Regions from separate parts of the Muntiacus reevesi genome. Here region 1 is linked to region 2. The links are chromatin contacts, called in public Hi-C maps. All regions are on one chromosome and are shown on one strand. Each heading gives the region's core, a stretch centred on a gene start, on an enhancer-like site or on the middle of the called end of the contact. The rest is flanking DNA. Distances are from core to core; before and after follow the strand shown. Region 1 holds the start of ZPR1 (ZPR1 zinc finger). Region 2 holds the start of SIDT2 (SID1 transmembrane family member 2).

Region 1 (2,967 bases), core at 386-2,885, 410 kb after region 2:
TAAACTCTCTGGGAAGCCTACTGTGTGCCCTCCCCATCTCTGGCCCCTCCCTCTTGACTCCCAGATGGAAGTCTAGACTTCTGACACAAGTGAAATAGAAGCTTATTATGATGGAAGCTTATTTGCCTGGTGTGACTCTCATTTGGACTATGTCGGAAAGCAGTGGCCTCACCATTATCACCAAAGCACCCCGTCACCCTCTCCAGTCCCTCGCTACTCTTTCTCATTGACCCCCTCCCAGTTCAATTTTGGAGGGCTGCTGCTCTGCCTGGGCTGAAGGCTGTTTGTGCCTGGGCTAGGGACCCTTTGGGCTTCCCAGGTGACGCTAGTGGTAAAGAACCTGCCTGTCAATGGAGAAGACTTGAGAGACGTAGGTTTGATCCCTGTGTCAGGAAGATCCCCTGGAGAAGGAAACGGCAACCCGCTTCGGTATTCTTGCCTGGGAAATCCCATGGACAAAGGAGCCTGGCGGGCTGCAGTCCTTGGGGTCACAGAGAGTAAGATGCAACTGAGCACACTGGAGACCCTTCCTTTGCACCTGCATGGCTCACCCATCTGCTTATCGCAGGACAGTGTGCATTAGATACAGGCTCCTGAGGTGGCCAGTCTTTGTTGTCCCTGCTGTTCCAGATTTTGAATGGCCTCTTTTTTGACAATGTCTCTTTTTATGACTGACAATCTTCTCAACTGACAACCCTCAAAATCTTATATCCCCCCACCTCCACCATTCCCTACGTACAGATTCACCACTTGGGAGCAACCCAACTCCTTATAGCTCACTGGGAAATCGAGGGAGGGTGAAGTGGAAAGAAGAGGAGAGGGTGAGCACACCCAGTCCTGTACCCTTGGGACATCCTGGGCAGCATTTTTCCAGCTCAACCTGCCTGGCACAGGGTTCTCACTGCCACACTCACAGCATGAATCCCACCTCAGTCTGGCTTCATAAGCCTGCAGACTGGACCTCTCCCATGACACTCTCGATTTAGCAACTGAACTGGGGGAAATGTGCCTAGGGAAAGTTTAACCCTCCAAAGAGGTGTTCCTGGTGGCGGCTGTTAGGAAACCATGAGGGGTGAATCAGCTGAGGTCCAATGTGGTGGGGATGACCGGCAGGAGTAAAGGTAAAGGCTGTGTATTTGCGGCTGGAATTTGGGCAGGGGTTTACTTGGACAGAAACAGGGAGTGAGAAGAACAGATAGGGAGAGAGTGATCAAGGGACTAAGGGAGGGTGATCTAGAGTTGATGCAGCATGTGGCCCAAAGGTGGATCCAAGCAAATCCAGGTCAGAGTGCACCTCCTCGGGGATACCCATGGATGGCCAGGCCCCTTGTGGTCAAGGCTCTTGTAGTTAGACTTGTGGACCAACAGTTAGAACCCTGTGCGACGGATCTATTGCAAAGGATCAATAAAACTGCCCTGGGACTGAGAAGACCCTCTGGAGGCAGTGACGCCGGAAATGAAATAGAAACAAAGCCTGGACCCAGCTGACTTCTCAAGGCATGACCGGTAAACCAGGCCGGATAGGTCTCCGAGAGGCGTCCGCGGCCTCTTTAAGAAGGGGCGGGGCGGGAGGGTGTGGGCGTAGCTGGCGGAAGTGCCGGAGGAAGGGGTGGGGCCAAGAGAGGGAGGCAAAAGCCGGAAGTTGAGGCCTGATCTTCGCGTGGTGATGTCGGCCGGTGGGGCTGTAGAGCCTGGGCTCCCGGCGGCGGCTGCCGCTCCCTCGCCCGCCCCGGCTCGGGATCCCGGGCCGGGGCACTTGTTCCGGCCTATCAATGCTGAAGACGAGGAGCAGCAGCCCACTGAGATCGAGTCGCTGTGCATGAACTGCTACCGCAATGTGAGGCGAGAGAGCGGCCGCGGGCGGCTGGAGGGTTGGGCAGAGTCGGGGAGGAGCGGGGGTCGGCGATCCTGGCAGGCTGGCCCAGCTGGGGACCTGGAGGCGAGGCACTCTTGGGGCTCAGTAAAGATGGGGGGTTGGGAGTTTCATTGGTACTCTCCTTAACTGTTTTCTGCTTCCACAGGGCATGACGCGCCTCCTGCTCACCAAGATCCCCTTCTTCAGAGAAATAATCGTGAGCTCCTTTTCCTGCGAGCACTGTGGCTGGAACAACACAGAGATCCAGTCGGCGGGCAGGATCCAGGACCAGGGAGTGCGCTACACTTTGACTGTCAGGGCTCAGGAGGTGAGAGGGGCCCAGGGCAGTTACCCTGGTGTCCTAGAGAAAGCTTGGGGACTGGAGTCGGAGCTTCCGTCCAGGTGGTCGGACCTCAAATAAATCCACTTAAGGGTCCAAGCCTCAGTTTCCTCCTTTGTAAAATGGCGTTGGTGCCATCATCTGCTCAGGTGCGGTAAGACTTGTGAACCTGCTTTGTAAGGTATCAAATGAAGCAGTAGTATCAGAAGGTATCAAATGAGCAGTAGTTATGAATAGTATTCTAGCCATTTGGGTGGCTGGTTCACATCGAGGTGCTATTCCACAGGAGCAGTCTGGACTGCCCCCAGTGGGGAGAGGAAAGAAAACAGCTGGGCTGGGGACTCCAGTATTGTTGACTTCTGTGGACTGAAGGTCTTTCATTCTGCCCAGGACATGGATAGAGAAGTAGTGAAGACTGACTCTGCCACCACTAGGATCCCAGAGCTGGATTTTGAAATTCCTGCCTTCAGCCAGAAAGGAGGTATATTTAAGATCAGAGTGTTTGCGCTGTTCATGCCTGGCCTGAATCTTACTGTCTTGCAGAACTCTTGGTGCCAGGTGTAGTGGCTTATGTATGGATTTGGCCACATCCTTGTGATCTTCATTGGTTTAACCTAAGCAGAGCGCTTAGATAAAGTAGCTTAAGGTAGTATATAGTGATAGTAACACTGTGATGTACTTATTACAGAATTGTCTGTAATAATCACTCTTAACTAGAGGTGAATGGAACTTTGTCCCCTGCCTCCTTGAGTTTATAGGTGAAGTCAAGGCC
Region 2 (2,904 bases), core at 380-2,879:
GCGGGCAAACAGAGACAGATTCCAAGCTGGATGAGATCAAACTTCAGAGAACCAAGCACTGAAGGCAGATCCTGGCCTGCCATCGAAACCTAATATCTCCCTATTCTGGAAAAAAAACCAGATTCCCATTCTGAACTCCACTACTTCTTAGTAAATTCAGTCCTGGTGAGAGCTGAGTCGGAGACCATCAGCCAGGCTGGGGCAAGAGTTCTCCCAATTTCAGCCCCACCTTGGGTCTGAACTTCCCAGACCCAGCTATGCCCCTAGCTCAGCTCACAGGTGGGGAGGAAATGAAAGAGAAAGCAGAGTGGGGAAGTTTCTCCACGGTAGGCAAACTCCCTCTCCCCTCCCACCCACCCTGGGGTTGGCTGTATCCCCACCAGCTTCAACTTTCAAGGCCATCTGGCTTTCCAAGGGAGGATGAAGGCTGGGAAGGTCCCAGCAGTTAACAGCAGCCTGGAAAGTCCTGCATTCATTTCCCCAGGGAGTCTCAGCCATAAGCAACCCCCAACCGCTGGGCAGAGCATTTCAGCTTGGGCCACTCTCATCCTCCTGGGGTTTTCTAGGCCAAGCCCAGTAGCATATCTGCTTCCTTGCTCCCAGACCCACAACACCGTCAAGATTCTGGGTGTTGGGTAGGGAGCAAGGCCAGTCCTGCTCAGACTAGAGCTGATGGAAAGGAAGTGATCAAAAAGAGAAGGGGGGAAATGAGGCAACTTCAGAAACCCGTCAAGGGGTAACTTCAGAACAAACATCCCCAGCACAGGAGGAAACTACTGGCAAAAGGGTCCAGTGTGGTTCTGGAAAACCCAGGGGGGCAGCTGTTCTTGGGAACTGACAGAGCCCTGGTCGGCTGGCTCGCCCCACTCGCCACCAGCCCGGAGCCCAGCCCCTTCCCTCACCCGGTTGCGGGTCACGGTATGGTTGAAGGTGTAGATGTTGACCAGCTCGCTGTTGACCTCATCCACGTAGGTGCGCTCAAACTCCGCGTCTTTCTGCGAGACGTTCTTAGGCCCCAGAACTCCCAGATGGCTCTCGACCGAGGCCACCAAGAGAGCCAAGAAGGGCAAGCCCAGGGCGAACATGGCCCCGGCAGGGTGGCAGTGGCGGCGGCAGCGGCGGCGGCGGCGGCGGCAAGCGACAGGACACCTCCAGGGCGGGTTGGGGCTTGGGCCGCAGCTTCCAGCATCTCACCAGGACCAGAACTTTAACCCCGGCCTGAGATTAGGAAGCGTCCCCTCCCTGGAGCCGCAGACGCGCTCTCAGGGACCAGGGAGGGGACGGGGCGGCCGGGGGCGGGAGGGCCGGGGGAAAGGTGACGGGCCTCAGGAAGGGGCCCCAGCTCGCCAGGGGCCGAGCACGGCCGGGAGACTCGGTGGGCGCCCGCCGGGGACGTGACAGCCGGGAGGCGGCTGGTTGCTGGGAGCCTGGAGACGCCGCAGGGGAAAGGGGGAAGCGAGGGAGGGAGGGGAAGCCGGTGGCCCGGCCGGCCGCGAAGGGGCGGAGAGTCTGAGGGTGAGGGGCGTGATAGGAGGTAGCGACCCGACGCCGCGCGGCGCCGCCAGTTCTCTCGGGCGCCGGCCCTTTAAGGGCGGGCAGACGCGGCGGCTTCGGCGCTCTGAACTCCGGGGAGTGAGCGACGCCGCGGGGCGGTAAACAGTAGGACTGCCGGCCCGCCCGGTGACGTCAGGGGAAACTGACACGGATTTAAAGGGCCAGGCCTCGAATTGGGTTTTAAAGGGGCCGCCGCTTTCCAGCTGGAGGCTTCTCCCGCTCGTATCCTGTTGCCGCCTCCTCTTTCATTATCTTTCCCGTCTCTGAAAGGTCACTTTGGATTAGATGGATGGCTCCGTGAAGGATCTCCAAGAATTGAATTCTCGCTGACAAATTCTCTTTCTCAAACATAAGGATTACCCTCACCCCTTCAACGCTGCCATTACCACTAACACTCCTGGACCTTTTTTTTTCTTCCAATGATCCTAAGAAAAGAAAAATTTCTAAGAACTAGGAAAGTGCCCGCGGAGGGGGAGCCCAGACAGAACCGCTAGAGGAACCCTCTCGCCTCCCTGCAGCGGCCACATAGCTTCAAGGATGCTTTCAAAGCTTGCCTTTCTCGCTGATGAGGCAGCTACAAAGCTCATTGAAAGATAGTGACTTTATAAATTAGTGAAACCTTTTCTACAAATTATTTTTGCACCATATCTTAAGAAGCTTAAAGAGCTTTACACTCTTTGACCAGTAATTCCACTTCTGGGGCACTATTCTAAGGAAATAAGAAATACAGATAAAAAAAAATTGTGTGGGCAAATATGCTTATCACTGTGATACTTACATAGAGCATAAAGGAAACAGCTTAAATGTCCACAATGAAGGAGTGGTTAAGTGCACTATTATCATGAAGCCATGGAAAGTGACGCCTAAGACTTTTAGGAATATGAAAGCAAAGAATTCAGGGTATGACACTATACAAACAGTAAGTTTTCCAAATACATAGAAAAACATTGACAAATGCATGAAATTTAGTAATGAGTATCTTTGAATTACAGGCTTCCCAGGTAGCTCGCATGGTAAAGAATTTGCCCGCAGTGTGGGAGATCCGAGTTTGATCTCTAGATTGAAAAAATCCCCTGGAGAAGGGAATGGCAACCCACTCCAGTATTCTTGCCAGAGAACTCCAAACAGAGAAGCTTGGCAGGCTATCGTCTATGGGTCACAAAGAGTCGAACACAACTGAGCAATTCACACACCCATCTCTGAACTACAGGTGGCCTTTTAAATAACATATCATTTCCCTCTAATTCCAGCATATAGACAAGTACTAAAAAGAAAGAGGGAAAGAAAGAAATGAGAAATGGAATATTTCCTGTCATGTCAGTAAACAAGGATGCCATAGTCGTCAGCAAT

What was found. A called contact is a pair of places that touch in the nucleus more often than the background predicts.
Region 1: a contact with region 2 is called in a Hi-C map of muscle, with 5 times the contacts expected there. The contact joins the promoter of ZPR1 here to the promoter of SIDT2 in region 2. A contact is called at or near these places in 2 of 3 Hi-C or Micro-C datasets (blood and muscle).

What each region holds. Positions count from the first base shown.
Region 1 is chr9:64,318,555-64,321,521 of mMunRee1.1, forward strand. ZPR1 (ZPR1 zinc finger) reads left to right here and starts at 1,636. Exons shown (of 14, transcript XM_065945237.1): 1 at 1,636-1,837; 2 at 2,022-2,183; 3 at 2,586-2,676. The coding sequence starts at 1,667.
Region 2 is chr9:63,906,769-63,909,672 of mMunRee1.1, forward strand. It overlaps SIDT2 (SID1 transmembrane family member 2), which reads right to left and starts at 1,630. Exons shown (of 26, transcript XM_065944517.1): 1 at 903-1,630. The coding sequence starts at 1,085.